Linked DNA regions of Rattus norvegicus: region 1 is linked to region 2. The links are chromatin contacts, called in public Hi-C maps. All regions are on one chromosome and are shown on one strand. Each heading gives the region's core, a stretch centred on a gene start, on an enhancer-like site or on the middle of the called end of the contact. The rest is flanking DNA. Distances are from core to core; before and after follow the strand shown.

Evidence for each region. Hi-C and Micro-C count contacts between places; a contact is called where the count stands out from the background.
Region 1: a Hi-C map of psoas muscle shows a contact between it and region 2, with 3 times the contacts expected there. The contact joins two enhancer-like sites.

What each region holds. Positions count from the first base shown.
Region 1 is chr2:112,703,081-112,708,180 of GRCr8, forward strand. It overlaps a transcript of Tmem212 not described here. Among named protein-coding and RNA genes, the nearest start is that of Tmem212, 36 kb to the right of the region's middle. Within about 2 kb of position 3,546, at least 33 of the 93 cell types and tissues checked have an H3K27ac peak or open chromatin away from gene starts, as enhancers often do.
Region 2 is chr2:112,594,333-112,599,278 of GRCr8, forward strand. No RefSeq gene overlaps it. Among named protein-coding and RNA genes, the nearest start is that of Fndc3b, 120 kb to the left of the region's middle. Within about 2 kb of position 1,924, at least 11 of the 93 cell types and tissues checked have an H3K27ac peak or open chromatin away from gene starts, as enhancers often do.

The sequences.
Region 1 (5,100 bases), core at 2,296-4,795, 110 kb after region 2:
GTGTTTTGTGGGCTGGACATTTTTTTTAACAATTATTTATTTGTGTGTGTGCGAGCACACACAAGCTTGCATATACCACAGCATGTGTGGAGGTCAGAGGATAACTTGCTGGTAAGAGTTGTGTCCCAGGGATGAAGTTTCCAAGCTTAATGGAAATTACCCTCACATACTGAGCCTCCCGCTGGGCCCTGGGCTTTTCCAAGTCATTGTGCCATGTTAAGAAGACACAATCTGGTACCCTGTGCATTCTTTATCAGTAATAATTTATGAGCTAATCGAAATCAGTTATCAACACTTACTTTATATTCTCCTCCAATATGAAAAGAATTACTTAATAAACCAGGGTTACATTTTTAAAAAAATGCTAGCCACTTGGGTATTTCAAGGCAGAGATGTTAATAGTTAAGCTGTTTTTCATTGTTCAACACCGGTCTTATTAGAACAGAACCATTTCAATACCTTTCCTCACCTGCCAAGTCCCACAATGCTTTTCACCTGCCAAGTCCCACAATGCTTTTCACCTGCCAAGTCCCACAGTGCTTTTCATCTGCCAAGTTCCACAATGCTCTTCCCTGCTTTAACACTGTGAGCTTTAAAAGTTTGAAGGGATTGATGCTATTACTGTAGAAGACACTGTAATGGAAAGGTCTACCTATGAGGAAGAATCCCCTCTTCTTGGGATGCCAAGTGAGCAACGGAGTCTTGTTTATAAGAAGGTTTCTAGAAGAGAAAAACAAGAGGCTTTTGTCTGAGCTTCTACAAACTGGAGGTGGGCGAAGTGTTCAGAACAAAGCAGGGGTCACCCTGGAAAAATACCGGCAGCTTTGATCTTTCTCCGAGTCTAGAGCAAGGTGAAAGGGTAGTCTTCAATGAGTTTGCTCTGTGTACTTAAGTCAAACGACACTTTCAACATGTGTGAACAAGCACAGTGGTTATTCAGATGGTAAATATACAAGCCCTGGATTTTGTGATCAGGTTCACCAGTGTAAAAATAAATTCCCTTTCCCTATCAAGTTAATTGTAGACACCATAACGACTTAAAAGGAGTGACCAGAGAGTTTAAGAATGCCAATTTGGCAGGGAAAAAATAACCTCAGTAATTATGGGCGTTTTATGTAAAGTTCTGTTTCTTGTGCTTCCTGACCTTACAACAGCTAGAGTTTTCAATAGATCGTGGGGATAGTGACTCATTTAAAGAAGACACCAACCCTCTCCAGGAGAATGAGGGAGAGGTGGAGGGAGAGGATTAGAGTTTTGAGCCATCCTGAGGATGTGTACACCTCTCAGCTATGTGAGATTTCCCGGGGAGCATATCTGTCTCTGCATGGTTCCCACCAAGAATTGTGGAATAACTTCCTGAAACCCAGATTAGAGGGGCCACCTGGTACTGCTCAGTTGCTGGACAGTTGTTCTGTCATGATTGAGACAGCCCTTGTAGTGTGTCACCCATCAAGGAGGCTAGGAAGTGATGTTGTAAAAATGATTTATTGTCAATTTTTTTGAAATATATATTAAAGTGTCAAGGAGCTATGATAGTCTAGCTTAGCTGTAGTCAGTGTTGGTGGCTTCTGTTAACTTCCAGGAGGATCTGTATGGGGAGAACAAAGAAAATTGACGAAAGTGCTAAGACTGTCTTTCAAAGCCATCCTGTAGTCCCTGCTGGGGCATGACAAAGGGAACGGACACTTGGTTATAGGAAGCAGCCACTCAGCCAGCAACAGAGGTATATAACACAGAAGCCAGTTCTCCAAACCTTGTTACCAGAGGTGGGGCAGCAGGGTACTCTGAGGCAGCCTCTCAATGGGTTGGCCAGAGCCTTTAAATCCTTGCCTTGATTCAGTGCTGAACCAGTTGGTTGGAATCCAGGTCAGGCTCTGCCACTGGGGAGGGTAGGAGCAGCACCACAATTGGGCACATGGTACAAGATCATGGAGACAGGCCGAAGCCAAGGTCAGGGTTCCTCCTTACCAAGCCAGCGAGACTCCTATGACCTGTGCTGGTGCCTTGAGGACATCTTTTTTGTCAATGTTTGGGGGTTCCCACTCAGGAGACCCATTTGCCGAAGTTTCATAACCAGACAAATTCTCACACTTAAGTTTCTGGGTATACCCCACAAGGAGTGTCCACATACTCACAGGCTACTTAGGAAAGTCTTGTCATCCACTCAAACCTGCGCCCCAGGACAAGGCCCTTATAGCTGTTCCTGCTGCTTTGAAACAGCCCTTCCTAGAGGGAGGGGTAGGGCAGCTGAAGAAACTCACAGCAAAGTTCTAAGTCTCAAGAGGACCATACAAGTTCAAAGCTGACTCCCCACCCTTCCTAGAGCCTACATAATTAGTGAAGGGTTTCTGGGGAGGCGAGACCCTTCCACGGTGTTGCTGTCAAGTTGTCCAGGGACTGGTACAGTTCCGTTTCTTTGGTCTGCTATTGCCCTCTCTGTCCAGGTGAATAGGCCTCTCTGTACATATCTCTAGACAAGTCAGTACAACCGAGTCCTAAGACAGTTGTCTGAGTCCAAAAAGGGGAGATGTAGCTCTGCCCCAGGCCTGGCAGTTGGACACTGAAGCAAGTTTTAATCCTCCTTCTTCCCCTTGGACCAGCCACAAGACAGTCGATAAATAGTAGTGAACCCCATTATAGGTCTAGGAGGAGCCCTCTCATGTTTGTTCCCCAGATTCCCCCTCCCCTTCTCTCTCCCAACTCCCTCCCTCCCATCCTCTCCCCCCCACTCTCCCCCACTCTCTCTCATTGTGTTCTCTTTTAGCTTCTTCCCTCCCTATCCCTGTTACCCTCTCTTCTGAGGTGCCCTGTCCGAGGATATTAACAAAGAGGCAAGGGCTAAGCTAGGCAGGTCCTTTCTCTGCAGATTCTGGGACTTGCTGTGGCAGCCCCGGCTACTTTATAGTGTTTTGATTTTTTTTTCCTTCATGGAATTGTCATTGCTTCATTGAGCTGCAAAAAAAATGATGTCATACTGTGGGGTCCCAGTCCATTTCCCAGCTGTTAACCTAAGTCCCCTGACCTTTCTTGTCTGCCTGCTCTTGGAGAAAATGAAACACGTTGAAACATATAGGTCAGAAAACCTCAGGAAGGCCTCTGAACCTCCAGGATGGGCTAACTTCTGAGGTACGTTAATGACGCCCACCCAGCCTTACCTGGGTGTCACATCCGGAGCGTGGCGAGGGCCCCCTGTCTGTAAAATGGGGGAAGAAATGAGCTTCAGGTTGTGCCTGCAATTTCCTGACAGAAGCCCTTTCTTCCCATACACTGGGTTTAATTACTAGTGACAATGTTCGATGTAATTCGGGCTCCTCCCACGGTTTTTGCTCCAGGTTTTGTACTAAAGTCTGTGCGAAAACTTAAACCGTAAACGCTGCATTTGTGTCTTCTTGTCTTAGGACTGGTGAGACCTCAGACTGAGTGACATTGTGGAATTACTTCCTGGCATGTCAAAGGCTGAAATTGTCCTGTCAAGAATGACTGTTCTTTTAGGATTGTAGAGAGCCGGGCTGGGCTCGGACTGGATCTTTGCTTTGGTGTAAGTTTTCCTCTGCCAGGAAACCAGTGCTCGCACATCATTTGCATACAGCCAATGAGAGCCGTCTACTGTTCCGCAGAGGTTTTGGAGATTTGTATGACGACATCTTGGAAAAATCTCAGCTGGGGAAAGGCGACTTTTTCCCCCTCTCCCTAAGCCCCATCTTAAATAGTTTCCTTCCCACAGCCCATATGTCCACATTCAAAGTAACCCAGCCCATTCTGCCCGGCCCCTGTCACTAGCTTAGGAATCTCAACAGCCACACGAAACTGGAAATTGGCTGTTTAAAACGAAGGTGCCATATTCGTTCCAGTCTGTAAACTAGACATTTTTTTGGCACACAGCAGTGGAGAATTAACCCTTTTATGTCTCCCAGACAAGGGCACAGTAAAATGCCTGTTCTTTTCTTTGTGACTAGAATGGCAAACTCTAACGTGTTGATACCCAATGTGGTTATTAACATTGTGAGTGGGGTTCTGGCTAACCAAAGGCATATACTACTGTGCTGTTCCACATAATTCCACGAAAACTGGATATTGTTCAGGGTTCTCAAATGTTTCCCCAGATTTTCTCCCCTCACTTCTAGAAAGCAACTACTGGACTGCCCCGGCCTTAGAGGGTGTGGTAGCAGCCAGAGATGTGGCTTGTTGGTAAAACATCCGAGGGTCACCTTAAATTATTTCAGCACAGAGTAGGACATAAATACTAAAGCAAGATGTAGGTGCAGGAATAAGCAGTGGGCCCTGTACTGAGGGGGAAAGCTCAAATGCTCTTAACTTGGACGTTATCCTAATGGGCCCCTACGTGTGCAATAACCAGACCATGGCTAGAAATCTTATCATTCTATTATGGGGCAGATAACAGTGTGCTGATTGAGGACCCGGGCCTGGGAGACCGTGCACTGGATTGTTAGATAGCAATGTTTCAGCCCTGTGCCCTTGAAGAAGTCATGAAGCCTCTCACAATCACAGATACCACATCTGCAAAACGAAGGCGTTTATGTCTTATGTCTGAAGTGTTATGTCTAAAATGTTTACCCTGAATTTGTCCGTTTTCAAATTAAGTGGAATCCATACTGACTGATGTTTGAAGACATCTACTGAATGTGTTGAATGAAGTCCAAACCCTTGAACTAATACTTACACAGTGCATCTGTGCGATGCGTATAGGCGGGCACGTGCCACAGTGCATGTGTGGAGGTCGTAGGTGTTAGCATTCTGTCTAAGCTCCACCCCCACAGTTACCTGGCAACAGTCAGGTATGTTCCACCCCACGGTTACCTGGCAACAGTTAGGCATGTCTGACACTGTAAAAGGGGCTGCTTGCCCCCTCCTCTGTCTCTTGCTCCCTCTTGTTCTCTCTTGCTCTCTTGCTCTTACCCTCTATCCCCTTTGTCCTCTCTCCCTATTCCCTTTCCCCCTTCTCTACACGCTCATGGCCGGCCTTTCCTCTCCTCTCCTACTCTATTTTCTCTCTCTCTCTCTCTCTCTCTCTCTCTCTCTCTCTCTCTCTCTCCCTCTCCCTCTCCCTCTCCCTCTCCCTCTCCCTCTCCCTCTCCCCTC
Region 2 (4,946 bases), core at 674-3,173:
TGCACACACATGCATGCTGACAAAACACATATGTAGGATGTATACACACACACACACACACACACACACACACACACACACACATAAATTTACTCGTTGACAATAGGGTATTAAACCTATCTACCACCACCTTTCTCTAGCTCCCCCCTAGAACTTTCCACCCTGCCTTCCTCCCAATTTCATGTCCTCCTTTCTCTGTTGTTATAAATAACTCCCCAAGTCCAGTCAGCGTTCCAGATGTGCACATGGGTGTGGGACCACCCAATGGGGCACTTACTACCTACTATCAGCCACATCCCCAAAGAGAGTGACTCTTTCTCTCTCAGCAACCATTAACTACCTACAGTTCCTCCGTTCATTCCGTAATTTTTGACTGGTTTGATATTGATTAGGCAGGGAATCACAACTGGTGCGAGCTGTGTGGCAGCTGTGTCATATTCACAAGTCAGCACTTCAAAAACCTCCTCCTCATCCGCCAGCTCTCACTTTCTATCCACTTGTCTCCGATGTTCCCTGGGTTTTGGATGGGGGAGATTAACGTACGTAACTTACCCGCCACATTTACTCAACACTCACAGTTGCTGAACTTGACTCTTTAACCACTTATGATTTTCTGCATTAATTACTACCCATTGCACAAAAAAGGGACTTCTATGAGTAAAGTTCAGAGCAACACCAATCTGTGAGTATAAACATATTTATAAAATGACCATCTAGCATAACAACAGCGAAGTCCCCTTAGGGCCTATACTCCCTTCAGTTGTAGGCTTTTGACTAGATTTATGGCACCACGCATAAAATTGCTCCCCTTCGGCAGGACTCATGTCCAGCCTGGAGTTGCTTACTCCTACAGTCATCACGCCGCTACTGTGGCAGCAGACACATAGGCTAGGCAGGGGACAGTGGTAGGGAGGGCACAGCTTTGGGTGAGACTACTGTCTTCCTCTACCACAGCAACCTGCAAAGCATCTCCCGGCAACGTGTAAGCCAGCACTGAGAGGGCTTCTCGGTCAGTCAACGTCTTTCATCCAAGGAACTGTACTGAATGTCTACCCTGTTTCAAATATTGCCTCAAACGCACTGTGTACATCATCAGTCAGTGTATATCATCCAAACAAGGAGATCACCCGCCTGGTGAGAAGCATAGCCCAACAGATTAACTTTCCTTTCAAATTTCAGGACACTGTCACCAAGCCAACTACCCCTCTTTTTTACTTATTTTTCTTTTTTCGCAAACTGCCCATCCTCCCCGACTCTACTTCTTTCTTAACTAAAACAGATTTTTCTCCCTCAGCACCAAGAAGAGTATGAGGGAGCCAGGACACGCATTTTGAAACATTTAATGATTAGATGATTTTGACCTTAACATTTTGTTTTCGTGTCCCTGAAGAGTCCGTCTTAGCAGATCTTGCCATGAAGCCCTGGGAACAAAGTGACCATTTTAAACATTTGCATGTGAAGAACACATTCTTCTTTGCTGTAAATAAAGTGCAAGCATCTCTCCCCAGTGACCCAGCTTCACAGGTGTACATCCTGAGGAGCAGAAACATCTGGATGAGGACAGAGGGAAAGACTCCACACTGCTCCAACCTTACAAAGTATGCTTTAAGAGAGGAAAGGGAGAGAAAGTGCCTGGAACAGCCAAAGCCTTTTGCAAAACCAACTCCCTGGTGGGATGATGGAAAAGTTTGGAACTGAGGTTTCCCTGGGGCTGCAAGTGTTACTGGCCTCAAGGATTGAACCAATAATGTTGCTCCAGTGGGTGTGGGCTTCAGGAGCAGGGCCTGCCAAATCCAGGATTCCTTCTCTCCGGCTCTGAAGACAAACCAGATAGAAATGAAATCTACTGGCTAGCTGAGGTGCTGTGGAAAGTACACGTTACTGTGACCAAAAGAAGTTGGTTTCTGTTTATTTTTGAATACCAGGCTGTCTTTTTATCGGCGTTCCTCGGATTCTTGCATAATGGTGTTTCTGTGACTAGCATGTGGGTATTAGCAGCAAGCAGCAAGGCATTCTGCTTCAGCAAATAAGGCAGATGCTGGGCATAAGCCCTAAAAGTGTCATGTCAAAACACTCTCTCTCTGTCTCTCTCTCTCTGTCTCTCTCTCTCTGTCTCTCTCCCCCCCTCTGCCTATCCCCCTCTCCCCCACTCCCCCTCCCCCTCTCCCTCTCTCTCTTACACACACACACACACACACACACACACACACACACACACACACACCTCCTAGCTTTCAAGCTTTGAAGACAAGCTTGTTTATAGATAACCACTACCTTAAAGACCAGAAACTTTATACTCTAAATAATTCTGAAACTTCTACCCAGGGGATTGTCATTTACGTGTCATATTACAAGCAAGCTATCATATTTCCCAGGCTGAACTTATTTTTAATTTGTAATCTAGAATGACCTTCCTACCTCTGCTTCCAAAGGGCTTGGATTATAGGTATGTGCTATCCCATTTGGTTTATGCAATATTGACGATGGGATTATGGGGGTTGATCCTGGGGCACTGTGCCTTCTAGACAAGCTCTCTACGATCGATCGACATCCCCATCCCATTATTCCTTAAGTTTACCTTTTATATATGGGTATATTGCTTACATGTTTGTCTGTTGATCTCACTGTGCCTGGTGACCACGGAGACCAGAGGAAGTCACCAGATCTTCTGATACTGGAGTTAGAGATGGTTGTGAGCCACCATGTCAGTTCTAGGTATTGAACCTGAGCCCTCTGGAAGAGCAGCCAGTGCTAACCACTGGGCCATCTCTCCCTCTGCCCCTCTGGCTCATTTCAAAAGAGCATTTTTTTCTGGTCTCATCTTGGGCCTTTTACTTATCCACCTATATTAATAAAAGGAAAAGCCTTTTGTTAAAAGCCTTAGCCTTTGTGTTTAATGACACCTTTGAAGGGACACCCTCAAGATCACAGTGAATTTCTTTATAGTGGAAGAGCCTTTCTCTTGCCAAGGACACAGCGTGAGGAGAGCAGAACATCTGGTTTTCTGGCTACAATGTATTATGGAAAGAGGAAACTGATGATCTTTTTGTAAATTCACTTCTTATCTCCCGAACATTCCCCCCACCTAAAGGTCACATTTGACTAATACTGGTGTGCACATCCCAGCCTATTCCTTGTCGGGGATACAATCAAGTCATTCCCTCACTTAAGAAATGTCCACTGATGCTCTATTCATACTGCCCTCTGAATGCTCAGACTTCTACCTACAGAACCGAACTGCTTCATATCGGACAGAGAGGTTCGTTTTTACAGAGGGCAGCCATCAATGTGGAGGCTTGCAATTGGTCAAAGTCTCTGTACCCTCACCCCCAAAGCTGAGGAGACACTACAGAAGAGGGGCTGGGACAAGTGTAAGAACTGAAGGAGGGGGAGGGGAGCCCTGAAGTGCTGTGTGCTCCTACAGACTCCTACAAGGTTTCCCTTGCTCCAGGGCACAGCCCCAGCCAGGCACATATGGGTAGCACTACCTTGACTAGGTGGGTTATATGTCAATCAAACAAAAAAATCAAATGACTGAATAAATAAAAGGCAGGGAGTTGAGAGGGGCCATGCTGGGATTAACATGGGGTCAGTTGGAGAAGGGAATGAGGGGTAAACATGATAAAGTTTTATTTTGAAAACATGAATAAGATTTTTAGAAACAAAGAAAAAACCTAAACCAAACAAATTAAGGACAGGGAAGTGCCTTAGGCAGTATAGTGCTTGCTGTACAACCATGAGGACCTGAGTTTGGATCCTGACACCCATAAAAAGTGGAGCACTGCAGTGAATGCCTGTGATTTCAGGCTTGGGAGGTAGAGACAGGAGGCTCCCTGAAACTTGCTGACCAGCTTGTCTAGCCAACCACAAGCTCTAGATTCAGTGAAAGACTCTGTCTCAAAGGAATAGATTAAAGAACAGTGGAGGACAACTGATCTTAATGCCCAATGTTCTAGTCTAGTCTCCACATGCATGTGCACATACATGCTACATTCACACATAAGAATACACATGAGCATGAACACACACACACACACACACACACACACACACACACACAAAATAAAACCAAACCAAACCAATGTACCATAGACTTAGGGGCTTACAAAAACATATTTATTTTCCACAGATGTAGTCCCATATCAAGTACCAACACCCAACATGGTCAACTTCTGTCAAGGGCCTCTTCTGGTTGTAGAGTGATATCCTTTTCTTGTACACTCACCTAGTAGAATAACCTCAAGGAAGTTCTATGTACTGCTGAAGGTGCAGATATAAGAACATATTCTTCCCTAAGGCTTAAGAACAGTCAAGGAAGAGGAAGTAGAAAGAGTGCATGAGCCAGGGGTCACAGAGGACTAGAGTAGAACAGTGTCTTCTAGACATGGCATAACTCAGGAACCCAAGGCAGCCATGTTTGCCTGCACATGGCCTGTACACAGTCAAACCAGTCAACATTCCAGCATGGATTGGGAGGGGCTCAGGAGTCCTACTTCTAGCTGAAGACTTATTGGCAGATGATGACTTCTGAGGGAAGGAAAGTCGGCTTTCCTTAAGGGTGTGGCCCCTGGAGGTCAGACAGTGGATGGCCCCCTACCCATGAGTATAATATGGGCAGTACAAATTAGACTTGGTGGGTTACAAAAAAAAAAAAAAAACCCGCATGAAGGTGGGAGGGGTTGGAGGTGGGAGCTAGACCTGGGAGAAGGTATTCACAGAGAATGTGGGAAAATATGAAAATACATTGTAGGCACATATGAAGCTCTCAAAAAGTTTATATACATTACGTATGTACATATGGTTTAAAAACAGAAAGCTCTGTGAGTTCTCTTTAATAAGGGCACTTCCTACTCACAGCTCCATGCCAATCATGGCCCAGTACCATCACATGATGAAGTAGGATTCCAGCATGTGGATTGGGGAGGACACAAAAACATCCAATCCAC